2 separate regions of the Mus musculus genome follow, and region 2 is linked to region 1. Evidence: chromatin contacts called from public promoter capture Hi-C data. All regions are on one chromosome and are shown on one strand. The core of a region is the stretch at or near the end of the contact, and the rest is flanking DNA. Distances in the headings are between cores, read along the strand shown. Region 1 overlaps Kansl1 (KAT8 regulatory NSL complex subunit 1). Region 2 overlaps Cdc27 (cell division cycle 27).

Evidence for each region. Capture Hi-C pulls out chosen DNA fragments and counts their contacts.
Region 2: a promoter capture Hi-C map of liver shows a contact between it and region 1. The contact joins two enhancer-like sites. A contact is called at or near these places in 3 of 9 other capture datasets (adipose tissue, liver and pancreatic islet).

The regions. Positions count from the first base shown.
Region 1 is chr11:104,356,861-104,360,055 of GRCm38.p6, forward strand. Kansl1 (KAT8 regulatory NSL complex subunit 1) reads right to left here. Exons shown (of 15, transcript NM_001372459.1): 5 at 621-736; 6 at 1-16. Among named protein-coding and RNA genes, the nearest start is that of Kansl1, 84 kb to the right of the region's middle. Within about 2 kb of position 1,516, at least 6 of the 459 cell types and tissues checked have an H3K27ac peak or open chromatin away from gene starts, as enhancers often do. A contact at or near this core is called in liver, where this site is marked.
Region 2 is chr11:104,509,649-104,512,843 of GRCm38.p6, forward strand. Cdc27 (cell division cycle 27) reads right to left here. Exons shown (of 19, transcript NM_145436.2): 16 at 523-651. Among named protein-coding and RNA genes, the nearest start is that of Cdc27, 39 kb to the right of the region's middle. Within about 2 kb of position 1,628, at least 8 of the 459 cell types and tissues checked have an H3K27ac peak or open chromatin away from gene starts, as enhancers often do. A contact at or near this core is called in liver, where this site is marked.

The DNA.
Region 1 (3,195 bases), core at 266-2,765:
CAGGACAGGCTGAAGACTACAAAAGGGGAGGAAGATACTTACTTTTCAGAACACAGAGGAAACAAAGGCTGTACTGTGGGTTCCTTCTCCTGACTTTTAAATGTTCACAGACACAACAGGTCAACTCTGGATAACAATGCACATTAATCTAAGTGTGTTAATATTTTGTCTATGCTTAGTCAGCAGGCTGTCAGTGCACAATATCTATTATGTCTGCAAGGTGCAAAGGTCAATTTTTCATCCGTAAGTTTTTCTTCCATAATACAAATGTGACTAACAAAAGGTAAGAAAACAATTTTGCAAATATTAATGAGCAGTCACAGTTCTATAAATAATGAATTCTAAGGATAATATGTATTCATATGCTCATGGAACCTATTAAGAACCTTCAAATAATTTGTAGGACTTTGTTTTACTCCATGGCCAGTCCCTTTTAGACAATGGTAGGTACAAGGGATTGCATGAACATACTAAATAAAGTATACTTGGCATAGTATAAAACATACAAAGTATGAATGAGTGGTAGGGTTTTTCCAATCTTGGCTGGGAATAACTAGGGGCTACAAATTCCACATTTATAAGAGTATTACGTTTTAGAAGTAGAAGAGCTAAAACATTACCTGTTAACAACTCCATTGACAGGTCGCGGTGCTCCACATGATTTGGTAGACAATGACTCTGTAATATTACTAACAAGGATACCATGGTTTTCTGATGGCTGAGAAACAGACTCAATCTGAGTAAAGAAAAGAGACAAAACACATTAATATTTATCTCAGCAGAGCCAGATGGTAGTAGTGCATGACTTTAATCCCAGCACTTGAGAGGTGGAGGCAGAGGCAGGCAGATCTGAGTTTAAGGCCTCCCTGGTCTACAGAAGGAGTCCCAAAACAGCCAAGGCTACACAAAACTCTCTCTCAAAACAAAACAAACAAAACCCTATTTATCCCAGCATCACCACGTCATTGAAATTTCTGACAGTGAACTTCAAAACCAAACCAAACCATGACGGGAATATAGTAATCAAGACAATTAGCTCTGGAGAAAAAAGGAACCCAAATGTTTATCAGATTACAAATAGTGCATACATATATACTGACAGAGGAAGGACCTCAACATAATTTTATAAAACAAAAGTTAAGCAAAACAATTACAGAGTAACACAACTCTTCCAAAAAGGGTAAATAACAATCAAGAGAGCCAAAAGGAAATTTCAGTATTATTAACTTTAGATGCTATAATATAAAAATTTGTTTTTCAAAAACTGTTAAACTTCATAGTGCTGGGAATCAAAACCAGTGCCAGAGCATGTCTGACAAATGCTGCAACACAGATCTAGAATCCTCAGTTGTATTTTATTTTAAAATAGCTCCATGGATGGACAGGACAGGACAGAAAACACACACACACACACACACACACACACACACACACACACACACACACACACACACACACATACACACACATACATTTGGCTTTCCCCCACTGAGAAAGGGTGTCTCTATGTAGCCCTAGCTGTCCTGGATCTTGAGTACATCAGACTGGCCTTGAACTCAAAGATCTGTCTGGCTCTGCCTGAGTGTTACTACCCAGATTGCAAACATTATTTTTTGACAGAAAACTAAATTAAAATCTCAAATGATGGCTGGGGAGATGGATTAGTTAGTAAAGTGCTGTCCAAATATGTGATAACCTGAGTTCAGATCCCTGAACAAACACTAAACTCAAGTAGTTCACATAAAGAAGTTAAGTGCAGAGACTAGAGACCCACACCTTTAATCCCAGCACTTACACAATAAAACATTAACTCAAAACAAACAAAACAAACAAACCAACCAACCACCCCCTACCCCCAAATCAAGCAAAGACTGTTTACTACTCTTGCAGTCTAGCTCCTAACACTCATATCTAGTGTCTCACAACTACTTGTAATTACAGACCCAGGGGATTTGACTCCCTTTTCTGACCTCTGTAGGCACTGCACTGATGTGAAAAACCGCACTCAGACACAAACATATGCACATAATTGAAAATAAAAAACAGAAATAAGAGGCTAGAGAGAGAGTTCAGAATTAAGATTATGAATGTTCTTCTAAAGGCCCAAGTTTGATTGCTGGCACCCACATGCCAGTTCACAACCACCTACAGCACCAATTCCAGGGGATCCTATGCGCCCTTTTGGTCTCCACAAGTAACAGAAACTCATGTGGTGCACAGAATTACGTGGTTGAAAAATACTCATATACATAAAAAACAATAAAATCGCATCCTAGAAATGTGGGTAATGTGAATATAGTCGGAGAGAAGACAGACAGGCAGACTCTGGAGTATGCTGTTCGGCCAGCCTAGATGAGTGTCAATCCACTGAGAGACACTGTCTCGAGAGAGAAGTGTAGTTACTAGGACATCCAGTGTTGCCTCCTGCCTCAGCACTTACATGGACACACATACGCACCCACTTGCACACATACACAGAAATTTCAAATGAAATCATCTCCTACTGTTTTATTTTCTATCTGGTTCTATGGATCAAACCCAGAACCTTGTGCATGGTAGACTAACAACTACCTTTATAGAAATCAAATATATATTTAGAATACAAATAAGGAAGCTGTTTAAGGAAACTCCATTAAATATAAAACAAATTTTATAATTACAGGTTATATATACTTCAGAAAAGGTGAGAGAGCTAGGAGTATGGTGGTAATCCTATCATCCAGGAGGTAAAGGCAGGACAAACAACCAAATGGAGGTGGGAGTGAGGAGTGAGTTTGAGTGTCAATCATATCTCTGAATTATAGGCAATAAGGGCAGAAATACAGATAATAATTGATTCTGGAGTTGCAGAAAAACAACACATAAATACAGTGATTGTAGTTTCTGATTCTTTACACTCAGAATTAGCTCTGGGTTATTCCGAATTTCTTGTAATTTCTAAGATGCACTTGATAGATCAATGATCCAAGGTTCCTACCCCACCCCCAGTCCCAGTGCTATGGATTAGTATATCCTAATCCAGTGTTTCTCAACCTGTAAGAGCCTTCTGGGGGTCGAACAACCCTTTCATGGGGGTCACCCCTAAAACCACTGGAAAACATATATTTACATTATGATTAAAAATAGTAGTAAAGTTGCAGTTATGAAGTAGCAACAAAAATAATTTTATGGTTGGTTGCTCTATAAAAGAGCACT
Region 2 (3,195 bases), core at 378-2,877, 150 kb after region 1:
CACTCTGCAGCTAAAGTAAACTTAATGGCAATATTCCTGTCTGAGCCTCCCAAGTGTTAGAATTATACCTCATTTCATAGGAGCAATTCATGAAAAAAAATGAAACTACACCCCACCCCATGGCCTTTAAAAAATAGGAAACAGTTTCCAAAAATAAAAATCCCCCACATTAATAACATGTGGCTTTTAATTTTTGTTTTTTTTGAGACAAGATCTCTCTATGTAGCCCTGGCTATCTAGGAACTCACTATGTAAGCCAGGCTGGCCTTGAAGTTTGTTTTATTTTTTTTTTAAAGACTTATTTATTATATGTGAGTACACTGAAACTGCTTCAGACACACCAGAAGAGGGTGTCAGATCTCATTACAGATGGTTGTGAGCCACCAAGTGGTTGCTGGGATTTGAACTCAGGACCTCTAGAAGGGTCAATGCTCTTAACTGCTGAGCCATCTCTTCAGACTGTTTTTGTTTTTTTTTTAAAGAGACATAATACAGTGTGGAAGAAACTGATATAAATCTCACCTTGTATTTTTCATTTGCAAATAAAACCGAGGCTCTGTGAAATTTGCATAGAGGGTTCTTGGGATCGATAACAATGGCTTTGTTTAGGGTATCCAAAGCCTTCTCAGACTTCTTTAGTGCATGCTGAACCTGTAAGAAATAAAGACTCGTCTTGATATTAATGAAGAAAGCCGATAATTTAAACCTGTGGCGAAGAATTGGCTTTGGCTCCCAGCAGGTCGCTCTTGTAGCCACCTGTCAGAGCCCTCTGGATTCTCAAATGAAAGACACAGTTCATTTGATATGCCTTGACTAGCCAGCTCAAGGGTTAGTCAATGGCTTGAAGCTTAATGGCTAGAAGCTCAATGGCACTTCTAAATTTCCCTGAGGCTAGCAAACGCCGCCCTCCGGTATTCCCGAGTTAATATCTTTTAAAATCTATATTTCACCTCTGCTACCTCAGACCCACCTGGGGAAGTGACCTCTAGGGCCACTTTCCTGGATTCTTGCACGTCGGCAGGCCCTTAAGTTTCATTTTTCTCCTGCCCTGTGATTCTCTCCTCTCTTTCTCCCAGCCCCTTGCCTGTGGAATCTAAAAGTCCTGCCTCTGTCTTCCAGCCCAGCCATTGGATGTATGGCAATTCTTTATTATCAACTGAAGCCAGCAGGGGGCAGTGACTCTCAGGGCTGGAAGCACAGCTTTTTGGGAGCCAAAATAAGACAAGCATTAGAATCTATCTCACTTTTTCTGTCCAAATTAAAAAACAAACCCAAAAACCTCTTCTCTTAGATATAAATTGAACATAACCATAACAATTGTATAGATAACAAACTATAATATATAATTAACATCCAGTCCATTATAATTGTCAAATAAAGCACTCTATCATCTGTCCTAACTTAAAGAGCTTACAAGTCTATATCTAAGTTTTGAAGATAAAACTTTTAGCAATCAGGCTGTGTAATCTAACTGGATTGTCTACAGGGGTTTAAGTGTCCTAAGTAATTCATTACTACCTGTGTTGTTTAGAACAAGAACGATTCATGTTTGAGTACTGGTAGGGCTGTTTGGATAGGATTGGGAGACCTGGTCTTGTTGGAGGGGGTGTCACTGAGGGCAGGCTTAGAGGTTTCAAAAGACCAGTCCATCCCAGTTTCTTTTGTTCCTTTGCTCCACCACCCTGAACTTTAATCCCCTGAAACTGTAGCCAAATTAAACACTTTCCAAGTTGCCTTGGTCTTGGTATTTTATCACAGCAACAGAAAGATTAGACACAAAGTGATTAACATATTATCTGTAATTTTTTCTAAGTCTAGCAAGTGCTCCATTTCAAAGAGCACTGAGGGCCAGAAAAACTCATCTGTGGGTGAAGACCTTAATCATAGTTCAATTCCCAGAACCCATGCACCCATGTAAGGTAGAACAAGAACCAATGTGACTGTCCCCTGACTCTCCCCCCAAAAAATAATTTTTTAAAAAAGCATCCTGTGCCGGGCGGTGGTGGCGCACGCCTTTAATCCCAGCACTTGGAAGGCAGAGGCAGGCGGATCTCTGAGTTCGAGGCCAGCCTGGTCTACAGAGTGAGTTCCAGGACAGCCAGAGCTATACAGAGAAACCCTGTCTCGAAAAACCATCCTGAACTCCAGAGATGTTAAATAATTTCTTACAGGATTAAAACCTAGGTCCTCAGACTTCTAACCCACCAGTGGAAGCCGAGGATGATACTCATGATTCAATATTTTAAAAAAGATTGATTCTGAATTACTTGTGTGTGTGTGTGTGTGTGTGTGTGTGTGTGTGTGTGTGTGTGTGTGTGTGTGTGTGTGTGTGTGTGTGTGTGTGTGTGGAGCTGGAATTACAGGCGGTTGTGAGCTGCCTGAAGTAGATGCTAGGTACCAAACTTGGGTCCTCTGCTTAACCACTGAGCCACTTCTCCAGCCCCATGATTTGATCTTTACAGCAGATAATTACCATGAAGTCTAAAAGTAAAACTTGGTTTTACCCTTCACAAGAAAAGCAGATAACACACTTTTAAAGGATTATTATGACCCTCTAAATATTAACCTGTGTTCAAAGAACTTGTTCATGAATCCCGTGTCACTCAATTACACCTTACAGCCTGGAGTATGTAAAACTGTCTCAAAACAAAACAAAACCCAAAATGAGTCACTGGAAAGACGGTCAATGCTTTTGTCTAAGTGCAGCTTGTTTGGTCCCAGCACTCATGTCAGGTGGCTCACAACTGTCTATAACTCCAGCTTCAGGAGACCTGATGCCTTTGGCTTCTCTGGGCATCAGTTAAGTAACGAAACAAAACATCATCTGAGACACACACACACACACACACCAAAACAAAACAAAAAACAAATAGAAAGAGTATACAAACACAGGGACTTCCCCCAGCTCCTCCTCTCTGGATCTGGAGCCTCACAGTAGCTCCGAGCTGGCCTTAAACTTGCTTTGTTTGATGAGAATGACCTTCAGTGTGAGTCACCTGCTCCTCCTCCTCCCTCTAAGAAGTGTTAGGCTGTAGGTGGGAGGGTGCTCAGTTTTAAGACTAAATCTATGGCTCCTGAGCCCCATGAGGCAGAGGCAGATTTCCCCACGATAAGTCGAAGGCTCTGGCTAAGCTGCAAAGACTCTTGAGACCCTGCTTCAGTAACAAGACAGTTGACTCTCCAAGGCAGCAACCA